3 separate regions of the Rattus norvegicus genome follow, and all the other regions are linked to region 1. The links are chromatin contacts, called in public Hi-C maps. All regions are on one chromosome and are shown on one strand. The core of a region is the stretch at or near the end of the contact, and the rest is flanking DNA. Distances in the headings are between cores, read along the strand shown. Region 1 has its middle 11 kb from the start of Mrpl33. Region 2 overlaps Babam2 (BRISC and BRCA1 A complex member 2). Region 3 overlaps Babam2 (BRISC and BRCA1 A complex member 2).

Evidence for each region. A called contact is a pair of places that touch in the nucleus more often than the background predicts.
Region 2: a Hi-C map of the A7r5 cell line shows a contact between it and region 1, with 4 times the contacts expected there. The contact joins two enhancer-like sites. A contact is called at or near these places in 3 of 12 Hi-C or Micro-C datasets (the A7r5 cell line, Schwann cells and kidney).
Region 3: a Hi-C map of the A7r5 cell line shows a contact between it and region 1, with 3 times the contacts expected there. The contact joins two enhancer-like sites. A contact is called at or near these places in 3 of 12 Hi-C or Micro-C datasets (the A7r5 cell line, liver and mammary epithelial cells).

The regions. Positions count from the first base shown.
Region 1 is chr6:30,563,807-30,566,873 of GRCr8, reverse strand. No RefSeq gene overlaps it. Among named protein-coding and RNA genes, the nearest start is that of Mrpl33, 11 kb to the right of the region's middle. Within about 2 kb of position 1,468, at least 24 of the 93 cell types and tissues checked have an H3K27ac peak or open chromatin away from gene starts, as enhancers often do. A contact at or near this core is called in the A7r5 cell line, where this site is marked.
Region 2 is chr6:30,229,509-30,232,669 of GRCr8, reverse strand. The region is part of intron 7 of Babam2 (BRISC and BRCA1 A complex member 2); the gene reads left to right. Among named protein-coding and RNA genes, the nearest start is that of Fosl2, 190 kb to the right of the region's middle. Within about 2 kb of position 1,644, at least 9 of the 93 cell types and tissues checked have an H3K27ac peak or open chromatin away from gene starts, as enhancers often do. A contact at or near this core is called in the A7r5 cell line, where this site is marked.
Region 3 is chr6:30,132,817-30,135,934 of GRCr8, reverse strand. The region is part of intron 10 of Babam2 (BRISC and BRCA1 A complex member 2); the gene reads left to right. Among named protein-coding and RNA genes, the nearest start is that of Fosl2, 95 kb to the right of the region's middle. Within about 2 kb of position 1,269, at least 8 of the 93 cell types and tissues checked have an H3K27ac peak or open chromatin away from gene starts, as enhancers often do. A contact at or near this core is called in the A7r5 cell line, where this site is marked.

The DNA.
Region 1 (3,067 bases), core at 219-2,718:
GCAACATCTATTAGTAAAAGACATGATCTGGTTATGGTAGGGAAAACCCGTAACCCCTGCACTTAATAGGCCGAGGCAGGAGGATCACCGCGTGATCAGGGCTGGTCCTGTTTACAGAGTGAGGCCCTATGTCAGCAAGCATCTTCGTGGTAACAACAGCAACAATAGTAATTTAAAAATAGAGAATTTGCACGTAATGATAGCTAATATAGCCTTTGAGGCAAGTATATTGTCCTAGGTCCTTTTTCTTTTAATTAAGAAAAAGTCGGGGCTGGGGATTTAGCTCAGTGGTAGAGCGCTTACCTAGGAAGCGCAAGGCCCTGGGTTCGGTCCCCAGCTCTGAAAAAAAAGAACCAAAAAAAAAAAAAAAAAAGAAAAGAAAAAAAAAGAAAAAGTCGTGGGGAAGAGGTGGCACACACCTTTAGTCCCAGCACTGGGGAGGCAGAGACGGGGCTCTCTGAGATCCAGGGCAGCCAGGGTTACATGGGGCTGGGGTGATGGCTCAGCGGTTAAGTGCACTCACTGACTGCTGTTCTAGAGGACCTGTGTTCAATTCTGAGCGCCCACAGGGCAGCTAACAACTGTCTGTAACGCTAGCTCTAGGAGAGCTGATGCCCCCTTCCGGCCTCTTCCAGAACTGGAGTTGTGAGCTACGTGATGTGGGTGTTGGAAACCAAACCTGGGTCTTGCAAGAGCAGTAGGTACTGTTAACTACTGAGCCATCTCTTTAGTCCAAAAAAAGTCTTTTAAAATACTTTTTAACATTTATTTGTTTATTTAGCACACATGCACGCGCGTGCACGTGCACATCACCCCTAAAAACCATAGGCCTACATGTGGAGGCTAGAGGACAACTTGCAGGGGCCTATTTCTCCTTTTACGTTGTGGGTACTGGGGATAAAGCAGTGTCGGGAGAGTGGGGAGGACTCTGGCAGTTGAGCACTTTTTTCCCCCATGGATTTGAATTTAAGGAGAGACTGTTGGGTGGAGCCTGGCTGGAAGGAGAGAGACAGCCTCCCCCAGATTTCCAGCTGCCCTGAGTGGTTGCCTCACAGGCTGTTACTTAACTCTCCTTACCACTTCCTGGGGTGGGGAAGGGAAGGGCAGAGTGTAGCAGCTGATGCAACAGGCCAAGCAAAGCTGGTGTTATTCTTTGAGGACAGAGGCAGGGCCAGCAGGGTTGGGCTGCTCTGGGCTGCAGCTGTAAGACTCTGCTCTCTGAAAGGTTTCAGCTTCTGCTCCTCTCCATCTTTATTACTGAAATGGGGCTCACCCTCTGATCCTCCAAAATTTTAGATGACACTTCGTCAGGATTCACCTACGTTCATTCACTGACTTCATCAACTTGGAGCCACGTCTGCTGGGAACACACACAGTGGGGCCTTCAGAAGGGGACAGTCTGATTGGAGGGCTTCCTCCCACTAGACCATGTTTCCCATGAGTTCTTCCAGGAGGAAATGGACCCAGCCAGAGGTTTCAGAATGTGTCAGATCCAAACTTTTCTTCTGTAGTGCCAAAGGCCTCAAAACACACCCTGGGGAATGCACTTTCTATTTAAGGCCACATCTAGCCATTAGAAACGAGCTATGAGGCATTTTCCTTTCTCCAAAGAACCTAGATAGCTTGAGCGCAGTAACTCAATCTCACACACACACACACACACACACACACACACACACACACACACACACACACAGAGAGAGAGATGGGGTGATGCCTCAGCCCTGTGTGTCTCAGGTGTGTGTGTGTGTGTGTGTGTGTGTGTGTGTGTGTACATACATATATACATATATGCCTGACAAGTGGGTAAAGGGCACTTGTCACAAGAGTCTAGCAACTTAAGTTCAATCCCTGGGGCCCAGTTAAAGGCAGAAGGAGAGAATTAATTTCATAATGCTCTTCTGACTTCCACTGATAAGAAAATAAATTACAAAACCAGCTGTGGTGGTACACAGAATTTGGCTGACCAGTAAGTTTCCAGGGTCTAAATGTATCTTCCCATGCCCAGTGCTAGGAATCCAGATGTGTGCCACCATGCCTAGAATTACTATTACTATTGTTGTTGTTGTAATTAATGGACATTCAGACACAGCTCCTTGAGCGAGAGCAGTAAGCGCCTTACCCCCTGAGCCATCTCACCAGCACGTGGGACATATATGTTGAATACAACATATAGAATTCTGTTCTGTGTGGGAAAATTCATTTCTAAATCTTTCCCCAGATCAGCTCATTTGGAGATGATTAATTTGGTTGATAATTGATTGGCTCGTTTTTCTCCGTGGCATCGAATACCTAAATTTAGAAAGAAGCCTTGAGCAAGGTAGCTTGTAATTTAGGTGCACATTTTATGATTATACATTTGTTCATATACAGTAGCATGCAATCAAATGTAATCATCTGGACAGCCCGAAATAGCGCAATTACGGTGTTAGTGCAGTGGAGCAGGTTGGGGGCCTTTTTGCATTAGCCATCAACCGACTTAAAGATGTTTTCTCTCGTTAACCTTTAAGTCTGGAGCTAATGAGTGACTCTGGGGACTGCAGACTACACTGAGGTGACCATGTAGTTCACCAAACACCAGATAAACTGGCGCATTTGTCGAGTTTGTCGCAAGTCACAGAAGGCATCTCCGGAAAGGCTTTGTCTCCGGCTGGAGAAGGAGCTCACTTCTCTTACCAAAGGCTGTGCCTCCTTTTGTTTCAGATCCCTAGTTGAAGGAGGACCCGGTTTCCCCTTCTAACTGTATACCAGATTACAGTTAAGCCATCTTTCAAAGCTGCTTCCTCCAAAAAGATGGTGTCTTAGTTAAGGTTACCACTGCTGGGATGAAACACCAAGACCAAAACAGCTCGGGGAGGAGAGGGCTTATTCGGCTTCTGCTCCTATATCACAGCTCATCGTCAGAGGAAGTCAGGACGGGAACTTGAAGAGGGCAGGAGCTGATGCAGGGGCCATGGAGGAGTGCTGCTTCCTGGCTTACTCACTTATGACTTGCTCAGCCTGCTTTCCTATAAAACCCAGGGATAGCACCACCCACTAAGGGCTCGGCTCTCCTCCGTCAATCAAT
Region 2 (3,161 bases), core at 395-2,894, 330 kb after region 1:
TGTCTGGCAGCCTCAGTCCTGCTTTATTTTGTGCGTGGTGATTTTACTAGTATGGAAAGTATTTCTGTGGGGCTTAAACTATCAACAGAATTGTCTTTTTCACTCAAATGGCTCAGGGAGAAAGTGTTTGGTCTGCGATTGCTACGTTCTGAGGGAATTATTTAGGTCAAGGCCTTTAAGAGCTTGTTTTTTAAAATAAAATACATACATACATACATACATACATACACACACACACACACACACACACACACACACACACACAATCTATTAAACCAACATTCTTAATTTCCTATTTTGTGCCACTTACTCTACTGACCCTCTTCAGAAATTAGAGTAGGCATTACAGAATAAAAACAAAGATGCCCAGGCTCAAGAAGAATAGTGTCCTACAAGAGACAAGCGCAGAAGTCAGCAGCATCATGAGCTGTGTCCTGCAGTTATGACTCCACAGCATAGGAGATGAGCACAGAGAGCTGGAACATCCATCCGCTAGAGGTCCCAAGAAGGACTGAAGAAAGGAAGACTTCTGCACATTTTTGAAGGATGAGTAATTTTTCCCCGATGTATATGACAGTGTAAGCACGCTAGAAGGGACATCATAAGCTCTGGCTATTGCAGCAGGGGTGTCCCTAACATATTCAAGATTCTCTGAATGGAACATCATGAACATTTAACCATGAGTGGTCCTGGCTACAGTTTAAGCACCAGAATTTAGTGATGTTAAAGGTCATCCTTTAGAAGGGTTTGACATCCTCAGGGAAATACATACAATGACTGCACTTCTGAATGTTCTTGGAATGTTCTTTTTTGGCTAGGTCTATGTCAGGCAATGTTTGCACCCTGTGTTTGGGTGTTCGGGTCTCTTAGTCACTCATGCCACTGTCTTGGGGTCTTTGATCATAGTCTGTGGAGAACATTGCCTGTGCACTCAGCCACTGTGTCGGGTTGCAGAGGCTTCCCTCCAGGGAGCCAGCTATCAGGCAGCTCTGTACAGTCACCACGCGTCTTCATCCATGTGGTACAAAGCAACACTGTTGTGCTGTCCTGGACTCTCCTCCATGATTCCGAATCAACGCTAAGCTCATAAGAGATACTGCACATACTCAGTAGCTCTTTGGGGGGCACAAGTACTGGCATTTTGCAAAGTAAATTACACACATTTACCCAGGATGCTGAATTAGGTGGGATGGGAAGAAGTGCATATTGTTTCATTTTACTCCTGTGTCTTTTAAGCATGGGTAGGTAGCACGCAGTAATGAAGCAGAGTGTCAGCAAGTGAGCAAAGTGGGGTGCTTTGATGTGTGTGGTTGTGTGGACTAGAAAGAAATGGTGGGGAAAGTGGAGAACATACAGAGGCATATGGTCTGCATATGAGTTGTCGGTATACAGTACAAGGGAGGATCTACTTTTCATATAAAAAAAGATTTAATATCATTTAGTCAAATTTCTACGGGCTACTACCAAGTTAAACTAAGACGTTCTCTGTGAACTTATTAATATGCAACCATGATGATCCCAAGGTTTTTAGCTGTGCACAGCCAGCTTTCCAACAGATTCCTTCTAGAGGGAGGGCACATAACTGAGAAATTATCTAAGCCAACCAGACATCTTCAGGGAGTTATGGGCGGCAGTGTTCTTTTTAAGTGGCTCATGTGGCATGTGAAGAATGCCTGTGGAGCAGAGTGCACATGCCCAACCGTTTTCCCTTGGAGGGAGGAACACTGCTTGGCGCTTCCTTACTTTCAGTTCCTGGGACCTCGGGACTACTCCATGGTCCCTAGGGTTGCTTGGGCATCAGGGGTCTAGATGCTGGAGACCCAGTGTTCCACTTAGAGCTTGAGCCACTTTCCAGTGCAACAGACGCTAGAGCTTGGAATTGGGAAAATGGGCAAAAACTGGGCCAGGCAGGAATTAGACACAGACCTCAAAGCAATTCCACTTTATTTTTTCTATTATCAGAGACTTTGGTTTAGCCCAACCCACCCAATTGTCACAAAAATTCTTCATTTTTTTTCCTCTGGATTGGTCAGAACCTAGACTCCCACCTTTGAAAAAGGGTTAGGCAGAGCTCTGGTGGACCTGTGCATGACCTTGCCCTGAAACTCCTGAGAAGTGCCAAGGTCTGGGCATCCCAGAAAATGGAGCAGGTATAGTAGACGTGCCCTTGCTGGCTTGTCCACTCCTGCTTGTGAGTGCCTTTACAGTAGTTACTTACTGCCACATGGGCACAGTTGCAGCCCACTTAAACATGTGCTCATCAAGAGAAGTCCTAGTTGCATTTTGTAGTTGGGGTGAACTGAAGGATAAGATCTAGATTAGACTTCCAACTTCTTTTTTAAAAGTTATTTTTGTGTGTGTATGTGTGTGTGTGCATATGTCACTGTGAGTGTGTGTGTGTGTGTGGGGGGGGGGATGTATGTGCATGTGGAAAGAACACTGGATTCCCTAGAGCAGGAGTTACAGGCAGTGAGCTGCTGGGTGTGGCTATTGAATACAGTCGAGCATTCATACTCTTGATTATTGTGCCCTCTCTCCAGCCTACATGTGTCCAATTTCAAACATAGTATAATAGATTATATTGCTGCCCAAGCCTCACTTAGTAAAAATTTAAATCTTCTCTACTATATCCACTTCTTGAGCATAGTACTAATTCATAGAATAAAGACAAAGGACCTCAAATGAAGCCCTTTGATTTTGTGGTCAAGCAGCTAAGAGTCATAATTATTGACACGAGAATTCTTTAGAAACTTGTAATGTACTTTGACATTTGTGGTGCTCCCTTAATGGTGGTTAGATCATGGGCAAGAGAGCATTGTGTTTGGTCTCTGACCCTTGTCCTCATACCTGGGTAGTACAGATAAGTAAATCACACTTGAGAGATGCTTTATTTCTGTAGATGGACACCCGGAAGAAACCAGATCTTGAATGAACGATTAAAGCTCAGACTCCACAGTCACACAAATCTGGATTTGGATGCTACCTCAAGTACTTAGCAGCCCAGAGATATCCTGGGCAGGTTCTTTAGTCTTGTTCAACGTCAGCTTCACCACTTAATGTGGCTGTGAAGATAAATTGAACAGCATCCAGTGAATGCTAGCTCTCGCTAGCTTGGGCACCTGGTACCAGACTGCTGGCTCAGTTGTTCAGATGACCTCATT
Region 3 (3,118 bases), core at 20-2,519, 430 kb after region 1:
CAAACATGGAAGTGTATACTGTGAACACAACTGCAGTGGGCCTGAGGCTGCAGAGGTGCACACGTTTGTCCTTGGGAAGGAGAATCAGGCATGCAAGTAACAGATGCACGTGTGGACTGCTGGAACACAGGAGTGCCACACCTCCTCTGGAGATCTTAGAGAAAGGCTCTGCCTGAGCTTGCCCTTAAGTGTAAATGAGTTTTGTAGGTGAAGGGGCAAGGATGTTCCAAAGAGAACAGCACAGCGTGCTCAGTGACTGGTGTAGTATATCCCGATGATGGAAATAACCCATAAAATTGAATTTTCTGGATATTCGAGTGAAGAATGTCATGGGCAGATGAGAGAGAAAAGAAATTTGATTCATTAGGAAGAACCATGTACGTCAGGTATTCAAAATATGTCATCTTACTGATCGAAAGGCCGAGAGGGATGTTAAACATGGATGTGGCATTGTCTCAGACTCCCAAGTATGATGGCAGAGGGGAGGACAATGCAAGTGGGAGAGGCTGGGGGTAGAAAAACCACTTTGGTAACTAGTTCAGGCAAGAGAATGTGAGGTTCTAAAACTGTGGGAGTCAGGAGAGGAAAGGACAAAGTCCAGAAATACATCAGAAGCAAATTGGAACTTGGTAAGCACTCAGATTTGGGGGAGAGGAGGAGGGAGGACTTGTAGAGTGCTGTGTAATTCTGAGCCTGGCTAGCCTAGGAGTCTGGAAACTGAAGAAGAGGATCAGAAGTCATTAAGATGAGCATGAGTTTAGATGTATTGAGTCTGGGGTGTTTGTGTGCTAAGCCAGTGCAGATGTTCAGTAAGTCGCACAAAGTAGATGTAACAAGATGTGTGACCACATTGGGATGGCAGTTTGAAGCCCCGGCACTAATGGTATGGCCAACAGCTGGAGAAGGGCAAGAGAAAATCGCTGGCAAACACTACGTGGCTGAAGGTAAGTGAGCCAGGAGAGGGGCATCCAGAGGGAGGGCATAGGAAGGGGAAGCACAAGGAGAAGCATCATTGCAGTGATGGTTGTGGGGTTTGTGGGTAGGGTAAGGACCACCAAACAGATAAACAAAAGTCAAGCAAGAGCAGGTTCTGGAATTTGTTGCCAGTCCTCTTTTGTGAGTTTAGAGAAGTAAAGGGAGAGGGAACAGATGGTAGCTGGTAGAGCTGATGCCAGGGAGGCCACGTGGAGAACAAGATGTGCTCCAACACGAGCATTGATCAGCATAAAGTGTAGCCCAGTGACTCATGGCTAGTGCCCCCACCAGCCCTGCCACCAGGAACCACTAAGGAATGTATGCTTTTTTCCTTTCTGACACACCCATGGAGAGGGCCACTTGAGAGGCATAGAATAGAGTTGCCCTTGGACCTGAGATCTCGTCAGACCAGCTAAGGCAGGTCATGAACCCCACCATCTACATCTTATCTTCTAAGTAAAGGGAACACATTAGAAGACACAGGAACTCTAGCTGGTTCGCAGGGGCAGCAGCCTGTGTTAGCAGTCCTCTAGCTGTGTTGTGATTGTTTGCCCCTGACTTCTCAATGGCTAGCCCAGGCAATTTACTTTTTACTTTCCCTTGAATTCTCCGGTCTATACTCTTGACGTTAGACAGCCATGCAAACTGGGTTTTTTTTAAATAAGCCACAAATTCACCTTTTTATTTCTAAATATGCTTTTAATAATGTACCAGGTCCTATTCTCACATGAACCATAACTATGTGTGGTTTTTGTTTTGTTTTGTGTTCATGTTTATTTGGTTGGCTGCTTTTATTGAGACAGCCTCATAAGGCCATAGGCTAGCCTAGAATTGCCTGAGCAACCCAGGCTGGCCTTAAACTTCCAGTCCTTCAGTGTATACCTCCCAAGTGCTGGCATTACAGACCCACGCCAACACCACCACAGTAGGCTAAAAGTGAGTTTTAAATAGTTGAAATCCCAAAGGTCATTTTGTGCTACTTGAAAAGCCTATGGTCAAGAGTGTTCTTGGTCCCATTCTTAAGAGTTTCATGCCAACAGCTCTCTCATTTTGTACAAGTGTTAAACTATCCTTTATCAAATTCACACAGATGCTGGGGCTGGGATGTGCACTTACGGGAAGCATCCATCCTGTAGACCAGTGGTTCTCACCCTGGAGGTTGTGAGCCCTTTGGGGATCAAATTACCCTTTCACAGGAGTCCCCTTAGATTGTAGGAAACACAGATGTTTACATTACCATTCATAATGGTAGCAAAATTACAGCTATGAATTAGCAATGAAAATAATGCCATGGGGGATTCTATTAAAGGGCCGTTGCACTGATCTGGACCCAGGGTTCAGACACCCCTCCTGCTAACTCATTCCAGTCCCTGCTCCTACACTACTTTGCAGATTTCTGTTTGATTTTTCTGTGAGCTGAGCTTGAGGAGTGACTTAGCAAGCCAAACACAGAACTAAACCTGTTTTAGCATGAGACAATTAATAATAACTCTAAAATGGAACACTTAGCCTCTAGCGACAGAGATCTTCCTCAGCATGTGTGGGTGAGGGGTCGGGGGCACAGCAGGCAAGGGTGCAGTCCACATGCAGTACAGGTATTAGCAGGCACACTGAGAAGGCCTTAGCTGTTGAGTCTGTCCTTGAGTCTGGTTGAGATGTGACCAGGTTTACTTCAAAGTGCTTTGAAACTTGAGTTTCTTTTCTATTTTTAATCTGACTCTCTTCCTTAATCCTCATGAACTTCGGTTTCTAAACTCAGAACTCATTAGTGTTCTAAGCAAAAGTTTACCCCAAGCTTGATGGGTTATAGGATAGCAGGAGATGCAGCAGGCCTCTCAGAGCTGCCCTTAGCAGCATACAGGAATAGCACAGAGACCAGCTAGGACCATGGACTAGAACAAGGAGTAGAGTGGTCATTAAGCTGACATCTGTATATAGGTCAGATAGAAAGCCATCTCCTAGAACCTGAGGAAGCTTATTGATCTATTGCATTTGAACATTGATTAGTATGTTGTTTGGAATTGACTTAAATGGTAGGTGTGAGCAGCCTTGCCAGTTGCTCTGGCAAAAACCTGTAATTCCAAAAGTATATCCAGTTGTCTAATGTAGGCTGGTACTGGTATTTGAATGTATATTCTCATTT